2 separate regions of the Zea mays genome follow, and region 1 is linked to region 2. A link is a contact called in public Hi-C data. All regions are on one chromosome and are shown on one strand. Each heading gives the region's core, a stretch centred on a gene start, on an enhancer-like site or on the middle of the called end of the contact. The rest is flanking DNA. Distances are from core to core; before and after follow the strand shown. Region 1 holds the start of LOC103640606. Region 2 holds the start of LOC542751 (origin recognition complex subunit 3).

Region 1 (4,482 bases), core at 1,163-3,662, 290 kb before region 2:
TTTGGCTATATATGCGTACCAACCCTGCCACAGGCGTGCCACCTGTGCTTCGTGACCAGCGAAGAAACGATCACCTGGCGGTACAGAGCAGGACACGTCGGCCACGTACGTCCGTGCCGTCGTCATGTATATCCGTCTACTGCTGCTGCTACCTACGGCTCACCACACCACGTACCGTACACGTTGCATGTGGCCTGCGTGCCAGCGGTTTACTGTATGTATTAAGGGCATGTTTGTTTACCCCAATGGATTAATCCTGTTTGTTTACCCAGATTATCTGGCGTGTTTCTGTTGGGCGGCGGGCTTCTCTGATCCGATAGGCACAAAAACGATTCGGTAGATTATAATGGTAATGATGGGTAATATCTAGGAAACTTGAAAGGGTAGTGGGGAAGTGGGAAAAAAATAATCTGAAATAAGCACCTCCTCACTTGCTTATGGATTATCATAATCCAAGGGGTTAGATTATATAATCTGGACAAATAAGCTAGACTGTTTGTTTGCCTTTTAGGATTATTTAATCCAGATTATATAATCTGGGGGTAAACAAACAGGCCCTAAGCCTGATGACATATTATCTCTGTATAAAAAAAAGTAAGCTACTGAAGTACTAAAAAATGGAGTTTGAATATCAGGAAGAGGAGATATGTAAGCTCCTGAAGTACTAAAAAGGTAAAAAAAAGACAAAATAATGACTACACCACTATAATTATAAATGGTAGTTGCTTAACAACACCGGGGTACTCAAAAATACCAAAAAATAGAGAGAGTTCGTTGGCCATGTTGGATCTGGACACAATTGAGGTTCATATAATTAGAGAGGTTCGAGGTACCTCCATACTAAAAGAGGAAAAAGATTACAAGCTCAAACAAGAATAAATCTGTGCACATGCAGCCTGTTCTTCTAGCTTCCCTGGCCTCACTTCATGACCGACTATATATATACGGTGGGAGATCTAGCTTAATGGTACTAGAGAATGCAGCCTGTTCATACAAGGCATCGGTGCACATGCTAAATAAATCTGTTTGTTTCGGCTTGTTTTCAGTTTCTGACCACCAGAAGTTGCTGCGCAGGGCTGTCAAACACTTATCTTTTCAGTCATTTTTTGTTGTTGAAAACCGTCCAAAATCAACGTGAGCACGAAATCGGTTGAGCCGTCGCGAGCGAAAATAGTAATTTGTCACCTTTTGTAGATCCTAAACTCTATAAATACCTCCGGCTTCTTCACACATAATCTCCATGGTAACACAAGTAATCTCTATGGTAACTAGATTCTCCCCACGAACAGATACAAATAGGCCCCTGGACTCTTCGTCCAACAATCAATTGTAGCCATAATGCTAGAGTGCGTGGCACGCACCTGTACGTAGCCATGGGAGCACATGCATGTACACAAGTTCTCCGTTCTCCCTCGACGACGCTTGAATCGTCCATGCATGCCAATTATTGTCGACCACGACGACGAGCCATCTGATGTGATATCAACTGCACTGCACTGCACTGCGTCCGTCGTCGTCCATAGATCCCTAGCTCCTAGTGACCATGGCCAGCACCTGTGTCCTGGCATGCCGGCCAACATGTACACCTTGAAAGTGAACAGACCCATCTGCTTCCGCTGGTCGGTCTCACAAGTGCAGTAGTGTGTGCCTGCCGCCCCTGCAAATTGCCTGCCTGCCTGCCCAATTTGCTGCAGGAAATCTTTGCGAGTCCAGCTGCATCCAGCAGGTGCCTGCCCTCCCAGTTCAGGCACGCGCATCCAGCCACATGATTTCTTTTTTTTTTTCTTTTCTTTTTTTGGTAGATAAAGATCCAGCCACAGGATTAGAAGAGATGATGATGAGTTGATGACAATGATGATGATAGCACACATATTCAGTGTCTGTCTGCCTGCCCCCATGGGCCATGGCTCTGCTCTGCTTGCATTACATGCACTCTCTAGATTTGCCAATCATGCTCACACTCAAGTACGAAAAAAAAAGTTTAGGAGAGACTAAACTAAACTGATTCACTGAAGCCCTTCTACGTTATATTTATACACGTTTTAGTATATGGAAGTCTCTAGTGGACTTTATGGTATCCGAAACAGTATGGGGCTGGGCTGGAGCCCCGACCGCGATCCGTCCCTGCTCACACTCACAATGGCAGCCACAAAACCTGCAACTACACAGCAGCTAGCATTCATTACTACTGCTGCTACACAAGTGATGATCACCGATCCTGGTCGGCTGCTTGGGCTTGCAGCACGAGCACGGATCTCAAAGCCGATCCAGTGGCGCCGGTAGTTTTTGTTCTACTGACAAGTGGTGTGGTTCCATGTGTATTTTTCTCTCTGGGGCGGGCCCAGGACCGGGACAGAACTTTGCCTTCTCCTCTCTTGCAATGGCCATGGCCCCCTGGCATGCTATAAAAGGGTAGCACCAGGCCACACGCCCTCCCTCGCACTGAACATTCTACAAGCCTCTTCTGCCTCACACACTCTCTCTCTCTCTCTCTCTCAAGCCATAAGAGATAGCAAGGCAGCGCACCCTCTTCAGACGGCAAGCAAGGGAGGCATATAAATATATGCAGCACATGTTCCCTCTGCTCAGCACCGTCAGCAGCATGCAAGGACCTCCTCCCGGCCCCGGCCAGCAGCAGAGCAGCAAGCAGCTGATGAGGACGGTGTCCATCTCGGTGCTGGTGATGTCGCTGCCGGTGCTCTACGTCTCCTTCCTCCACGTCCCGCCCGCCGCGCTCGCCCGCGACACCACCTTCTGGTTCCTCATGTCCAACTCCATCATCATCGTCATCGCCGCCGACTCCGGCATGCTCTTCTTCCGCTCCTCCTCCTCCTCCTCGCCGGACGACGACGGTGACGGCGACGGCGGCCTCCACGCGCCGCCGCCGACCAAGGACCAGCAGGCTTCTTTGGTTGGCGTGGCGGCGGCCATCGCCGAGAGCAGCGGCGACGACGACCGCGCGTACGCATTGGTCGAGAGCAGAGACATCGTCGTCGTCGTAAGCCCGTCGGCGACCAACGACGGCGGCAGCGCAGCGACGACGGCGAGCCGGAGCCGGAGCCTGGCCGGGAGCGAGGAGCGGCGGGCGGCGAGGCGGCGGCACCACCGGCGCGCCGGGCACCGGCCGTCGCACTCGCAGTCGTCGCAGGCCCTCGTCCCCGTAGTCGTGCAGGACAAGAGCGTGGTGCTCAGCGAGGAGAAGCCGAGGCGGCAGCTCCGGCGCGCCGCGACTACGACGACGACGGACAGGCGGCCGCCGCCGGAGACTACTGCCGACGAGAAGGAGAAGCTGGAGAGCGAGTACTCGAGGCTGTCGGACGAGGAGCTGAACCGGCGCGTGGAGGAGTTCATCGCCAGGTTCAACCGGGAGATGAGGCTACAGCTGGAGGAGGAGGAGGATGAGGAGGAGCAGGCGAGACGAAGCGGAAGCGAAAGCGACTGACTGACGCCATGCGCGCGCATGCACAGCGACCAGAGTTCCATGCCCCTTGTATAGCAGAGCACTCCACTCCATGTTTGGCCGGCCAGCTGCTAGGGTCTTCTCTTCTCCATGTGTAGTAGTGAGTAGTGACTAGTGAGGATATAGTTTGGGTTTTGTATGTGAGAACTGAGAAGGCAGAAGAGCACGACGAGCGTATGAGCGCGAATAAACAGTAGACAAGAACACGCAGCTAGAGCGCGCGGCGCGCGAGAAAAAAAAAATAAACAACCACATTTTCGGAGCAAGCTAGCCAGTAGTGTCCATCTGCTTCCTCGCTCCTCGTCCGGCAATCAGTTGGAGATCCCATCAGAGAAACAGTACTGTTCCTGAGCTCCGGCCTGACAGCGACAAGATCTCCCGGCCTCGCGATCTTGATCGACAGGTACGGGTTGTTTTTAAACATAAATAGCGCCTCGGCAGGGCAGACGAATCTGAAATCTCTTGCTTTGTTACGCATTTACGTACGGTGGTGAGGTTTTTTTTAACTGTAATATGGCAAAATTACCCGGATGCTGAGGCCTGAGGGTAAGCGAGAGAAAAAAACATCTTTTACCAGCTAACTATAGATACTTAGCAGAGAGAACAAAGAATGGTTTTTTTAAGCCGGTGTCCTCAGTTTTGGTAGTGTTCTCACTTTTACTCTTAGTTGTGTTTCAAAGAAGGATTTTTTAAGTTGATGCCCTCAGTTTTGGTTAGAGATGGTCAAATGGGCCGTCCGGCCCATTTTGGGCCCGGTCCGCCAGGCACGGTTAGAAAACCGGGCTGGGCCGTCTAAGCACGCGGGCTCAATTTCCTGTTCGAGTCCGGTCTGCAGCGGGCCTAAACGGGCCGGACCGGTCTGTTTAGCACGAAAAAAGTGGACCGAAAAGTGGGCTATGCGGGTTAGTAAGCACGTTTTAGTGTAAAAAAGCGGGCTTAGTAGTATTCGGGCCGTGCCGGGCTAGCCCACCATGCCTAGTTTCCTGTCCGAGCCCAGCCCGCTTATTCGTGTCGGGCCGGCC
Region 2 (4,519 bases), core at 1,578-4,077:
AGCATGGATACAACATCTCATGCAAAGCCTACACAATTTATGTTGCAATTTTTTCTTAGATGCAACTTAACAGAACTTATCATTTTCATATGTAACATAAATGTAAAATATGTGACAATGAATGATGATAGTTGGCACTAGTGCACCTTGCCGGCAAAATTGATTGAGTAGACCAACCAGCAATATAAAAAATAAATACAATTAACTTCCATGTTACAACCAATTAAATGCTAATTAAATTTCAATTAGACTGGTTAATCAAGAAAATGGATGATATGATTTTCTCTTCTTATATATCATGCTTTTAAGGCTTTGCTGCTGCTGCTGCTGTTGCATATATGATGCTTTTGCAAAATGTGATGTGGTAACTGATTTAGTGTGCATGGGAAAACTGGAATCGGAATAAAAAAGTTTACATGCTGATCGCTACTTCTAAACTCTCTGCAGATCAAAGAGCTGGAATCACAGCTCCTAGTTGAAAGAAAGATAGCACGGCAGCATGTCGACAACAAGATTGCCCAAGACCATCTGCAGAAGCAGCACGGCATGAAAGAAGAGAACTCGTACTCGAGAAGCCCGATGGCCGAGAGGAACCTCAACTCCACAGCAGAGAAAGCAGCAGCGCCTAAAGACTTGGGGGGCATCTCGAAGCAGATGTTCTCCGACAGCAACACTGACACTTACAGCTTCAAGCAGCTGATGTCACTAGGGGACGAGAAGGAGAACGACCCTGAAGCTGCTGTGCAGCTGCCGCCGACAACGAAGGCCAGGCGAGTGTCACTCTGCAACGGTGGAGCTCACCAGCGGCCGTTGAACCCAGCTTCACGCAGGACGTCCCTCATACCGCTGCCACGGCGCAACTCGCTGCTGCCAATGCCCGTAGCAAAGCCTGCAGCAGCAGCAGCAGCGGTGTTGCCGCTTGACAAGATCACTGAGAACCTGTCCTCGCCCCCGCTGTGCTCTCCTCCGGCTGTATCCAACGACAAGGGCAGCCGGAGTAGGAGGATCAACAGCATACTGCGGCGAAGCCTGCAGAAGAAGGTAGTCATCCGGCCGTCGCTGGCAGCGCAGGCAGGGAAGAAAGCCGCCGGTGCTGCTGCTGCCCGGGGTACTGACAGCGCACGCAGGGCGGCGCGGCGGGTGCCTGTGAGCGACGGCGCTGGCGGGCAAAGGTACAGCAGAACAGGGACAAGGAGCGGGGGTGGAGCAACTTCTGACCAGAACATCGCGGCACCTCTATTGTTAAAGAAGCCTGTGGAGATTTAGGTGTTTATTTTGTACAAAATTTAGGTGTTATTATTTGGTTGGGTTTGTGAGTTCTCGCGTATTGTGAGAGAACTCGACCGTTTGCTGCTGACCCCGATCAGGTCAGGTTTTTACAATGCTTCCAGGGACTTTGTGGGAGGCTGGGAGTGTTCATGTAACGATCTCTTATGCTGATTACTGACACAGTGGACAGTGCTTTCCCGATGCGAGAAGAAAATTTGCAGGGATTTTTTTTCGGGTAGTAGGTGTGCTTCGATGTGAACAATAGAAATGATCCTCTCTGCAAAAACTTGTAGCTCCGGTGACCCTTTTCACAGATTTGCAATGAAATTTAAGTTTTAAATGGGCATATCCTAAGAAAAAAAAGTAAGAGAACACGCATTCGCGTCGTTTTGACGGCAACGTTAGGTGTGTTATTGTCTCGAAGCCACCTGTTTTGAGTCATAAATAATTAATGAGTTTATATAATATTTGATGTATATGTTTCATATATGTGTCTAGATTTATCATAATCCATTTAAATATATATATATAATTTAAAAGCTAAAACAACTACTATTTTAAAATGAAGTGAGTAAAAAACCTTCTCGTCGGTTACCACGAATCGGATCCCGTCGTCCATGTCCTTGGTGTAGGCGATCGTAGACACGTGGTGTTCGAGACATCAGGTAAAGTTGTGTCGGACGCGACGCAAAAACAAGGTTGAGCATGGTCAAGGTTTTGAAGAAGTCTCACAAGAAGCGCTGGTAGGAACCGTGACGGGAGCGATGGCAGCAAGTGATCCCTCGTAGACGATGCCGGTTCGTTTTGGAGGAATGTGTTTTGAGGTTAGAGCCTTTCCAAAAGAACACTACAAAAATCTTTCACAAAATCTTTTATTGGAGGCTGTTGAAAAAAATCCAAAAAACATGTATAAAAATTTCACTCGAATTTTTTTTAAAGGAATTCATTGGCCTAGGGGAGCTTTAATGAGCCACATCAACAACTTCTCCACCATATCCTGTCACGTAGGCTGCTGGATTGCGCGCACTCTATCCAAGAGAGTTTGACTCACGTATAGATGAGCGATCGATTGTCACCTTTGTGGGAAGCCGAAAAAATAAAGAAAAGATGGAGTTTCGACGCAAAAAATGCTCAAATTGGTATACAACATCTCTCGGAATTGCTCTTAGACTAAGGCCAACCGATCTGATCCAATCTGCTAATTTTTTTTTACTCGGCGGCCAGTGTAACGAATAGGTACAAACCATTTTTTGATCCACAATAATCCATAGCCTAGGCACAAACTATGCATGTAACCTAAAATCTGATCTAACCTAAAAAAATCGACCATAAACTAAAAAAACCTGATTCAATTCGAAAAAAACTGATTGACATATCCATGGGAGGCATGTCCCAACCCAATTCAATCCGATACTAAACACGGGTCGTGCAAAAAAAAAAACGTACAAACCGTTCTTGATACGATCCAAACCCTACTCAACCCGACGTCTAGAGCAAGGGAGTGGAGTGCTGGACGTCGCCAACGTGTGGGCCCACTTTTTCATTTTTGGCGTGGCACGAACCTTGACGCGCTCCCTCTCGTACTGGGAAGCGGTCCCTACCAACTGGCGGCGGCGGTTCATACCCTCGCGAAGACCACTAGGGCCGCCGCCGGCGAATCTCAAGTTCTCAACACCTGGCAGAAGCAAATCGGCGTGGCACTCGCCGGGCACCGCTCCCTTCTCCCTCCTCCCACTTCCCAGTTCTCGATCGTCTCAACTCTGCGGGCTGCGGTTCCGCCTCCGCCTCCTGACGACCTCGCCCACACGACCGCTGCCCGCTTCGCTCGTCGCCCACACCGCCGTTCTCTCCCCCGGGTGCCCATAAACCCCCTTCTCCGCGCCATCGTTGGCCCGGCGTAACCATCTCCGCTGCGGGGACGAGGAGGAGCAAGCAAACAGGAAGCAGCCGAGTATCTTGCCAGGTATTTTTTCTCTCTTAATTACCTAGAAATCCCTCAAGTCTTGCAACGTTACTTTTCAAGCATTCAACATCAGCTGGCACTTCGATTTAGGGAGCATGAACCATAATCCGAAATCAATTTCATTGCATCTTTAACCGGGTTGCAAACTGAAGAGAACCAATACTTTCAGATTACAAATGTATGCTCAGTAATTGTTTTAGTTGCGTGTCGCTTATTTCTATCTACATTTACAGTATATTATATGCGTTGAGGTGGCATTGCTGATGAAAGTGAAGACATGAGGCTTGAATGAACCCTAACTGCCCCCGCCAACCGCCGCCGCCGCAGCAGTCACCGACTCCTCCAGTCAAATCAGCCATGTCGCCGCCGCCCTGTGACGCCCTGCCCACCGCTGCCAACAACATCCAGCCATTTCTTGTCCTTCACAAGGCTGCTGCCTCCTCGGTGCCATCTTCCCGGTCTCAGCGCCAGATTCAGACCTCACAGCCATCCTCACCCAACCGCAAATCAGCAAACAGATGTCGTCAACCAGCGGGTGAGGAGTGTGAGGACGAAGGGGATTCGGAGCTATATGAGCAGCTGCGTGCTGAGGCCTTCCACCGAACTTGGTCCAAGATCCAGTCCACCATCGACGAGGTCCTCAGGGCCATCAACCTCAAGCTGTTCGACCAGGTGCTGCAGTGGGCGAAGGAGTCCTTCGCTTCGGCCCATGCCATCACGAAAAAGCACCACACTGAAGTCCAGCAGCCATACCCTCTCCTGACTGATGTGATCTGCAGAAGGATCCCGACGGTATTCGTCCTCACCAAGAATGCAGAGTTTGTTGATGATATCACAACGTTTCATGACCTTGCAGGGCATATGAAGTCCAATGGATGTCACATAGTCAAGCTGTCAGCGGCTGAGTTATCAGCAAAACATGGAGTTGGTGGTTGCTTCAGGAGCCTGTTGGGACAGCTATTATCCGATGTTCCAGATGTTGCTGATGTATCTGCGCTAGCATCATGGTATTGTGAAGCTGAGAACTTTGATCAGCCTATCATTGTCATAATTGATGATTTGGAGCAATGTTCTGGCGATGTGCTTGGAGAGTTTGTGATGATGCTGAGTGAGTGGGTGTTTAAAATTCCAGTCTTCTTTGTAATGGGGATAGCAACTACCCTTGATGCTCCAAAGAAGCTTCTCTCGTCAGAGGCTCTTCAACGATTAGAGCCCTGCAAACTTACCTTGGGGTCTCCCTCAGATAGATTGAATGCACTTGTTGAGGCTGTCCTTGTTAAACCATGC

What was found. A called contact is a pair of places that touch in the nucleus more often than the background predicts.
Region 1: a Hi-C map of endosperm shows a contact between it and region 2, with 4 times the contacts expected there. The contact joins the promoter of LOC103640606 here to the promoter of LOC542751 in region 2. A contact is called at or near these places in 4 of 25 Hi-C or Micro-C datasets (bundle sheath, ear, endosperm and 1 more).

Annotation. Positions count from the first base shown.
Region 1 is chr1:178,408,762-178,413,243 of Zm-B73-REFERENCE-NAM-5.0, reverse strand. LOC103640606 reads left to right here and starts at 2,412. Exons shown (of 1, transcript XM_008663856.3): 1 at 2,412-3,730. The coding sequence starts at 2,564. The coding sequence ends at 3,442.
Region 2 is chr1:178,115,332-178,119,850 of Zm-B73-REFERENCE-NAM-5.0, reverse strand. LOC542751 (origin recognition complex subunit 3) reads left to right here and starts at 2,827. Exons shown (of 3, transcript NM_001112260.2): 1 at 2,827-3,232; 2 at 3,466-4,519. The coding sequence starts at 3,521. It overlaps LOC100193929, which reads left to right. Exons shown (of 5, transcript NM_001329512.1): 5 at 448-1,380. The coding sequence ends at 1,266.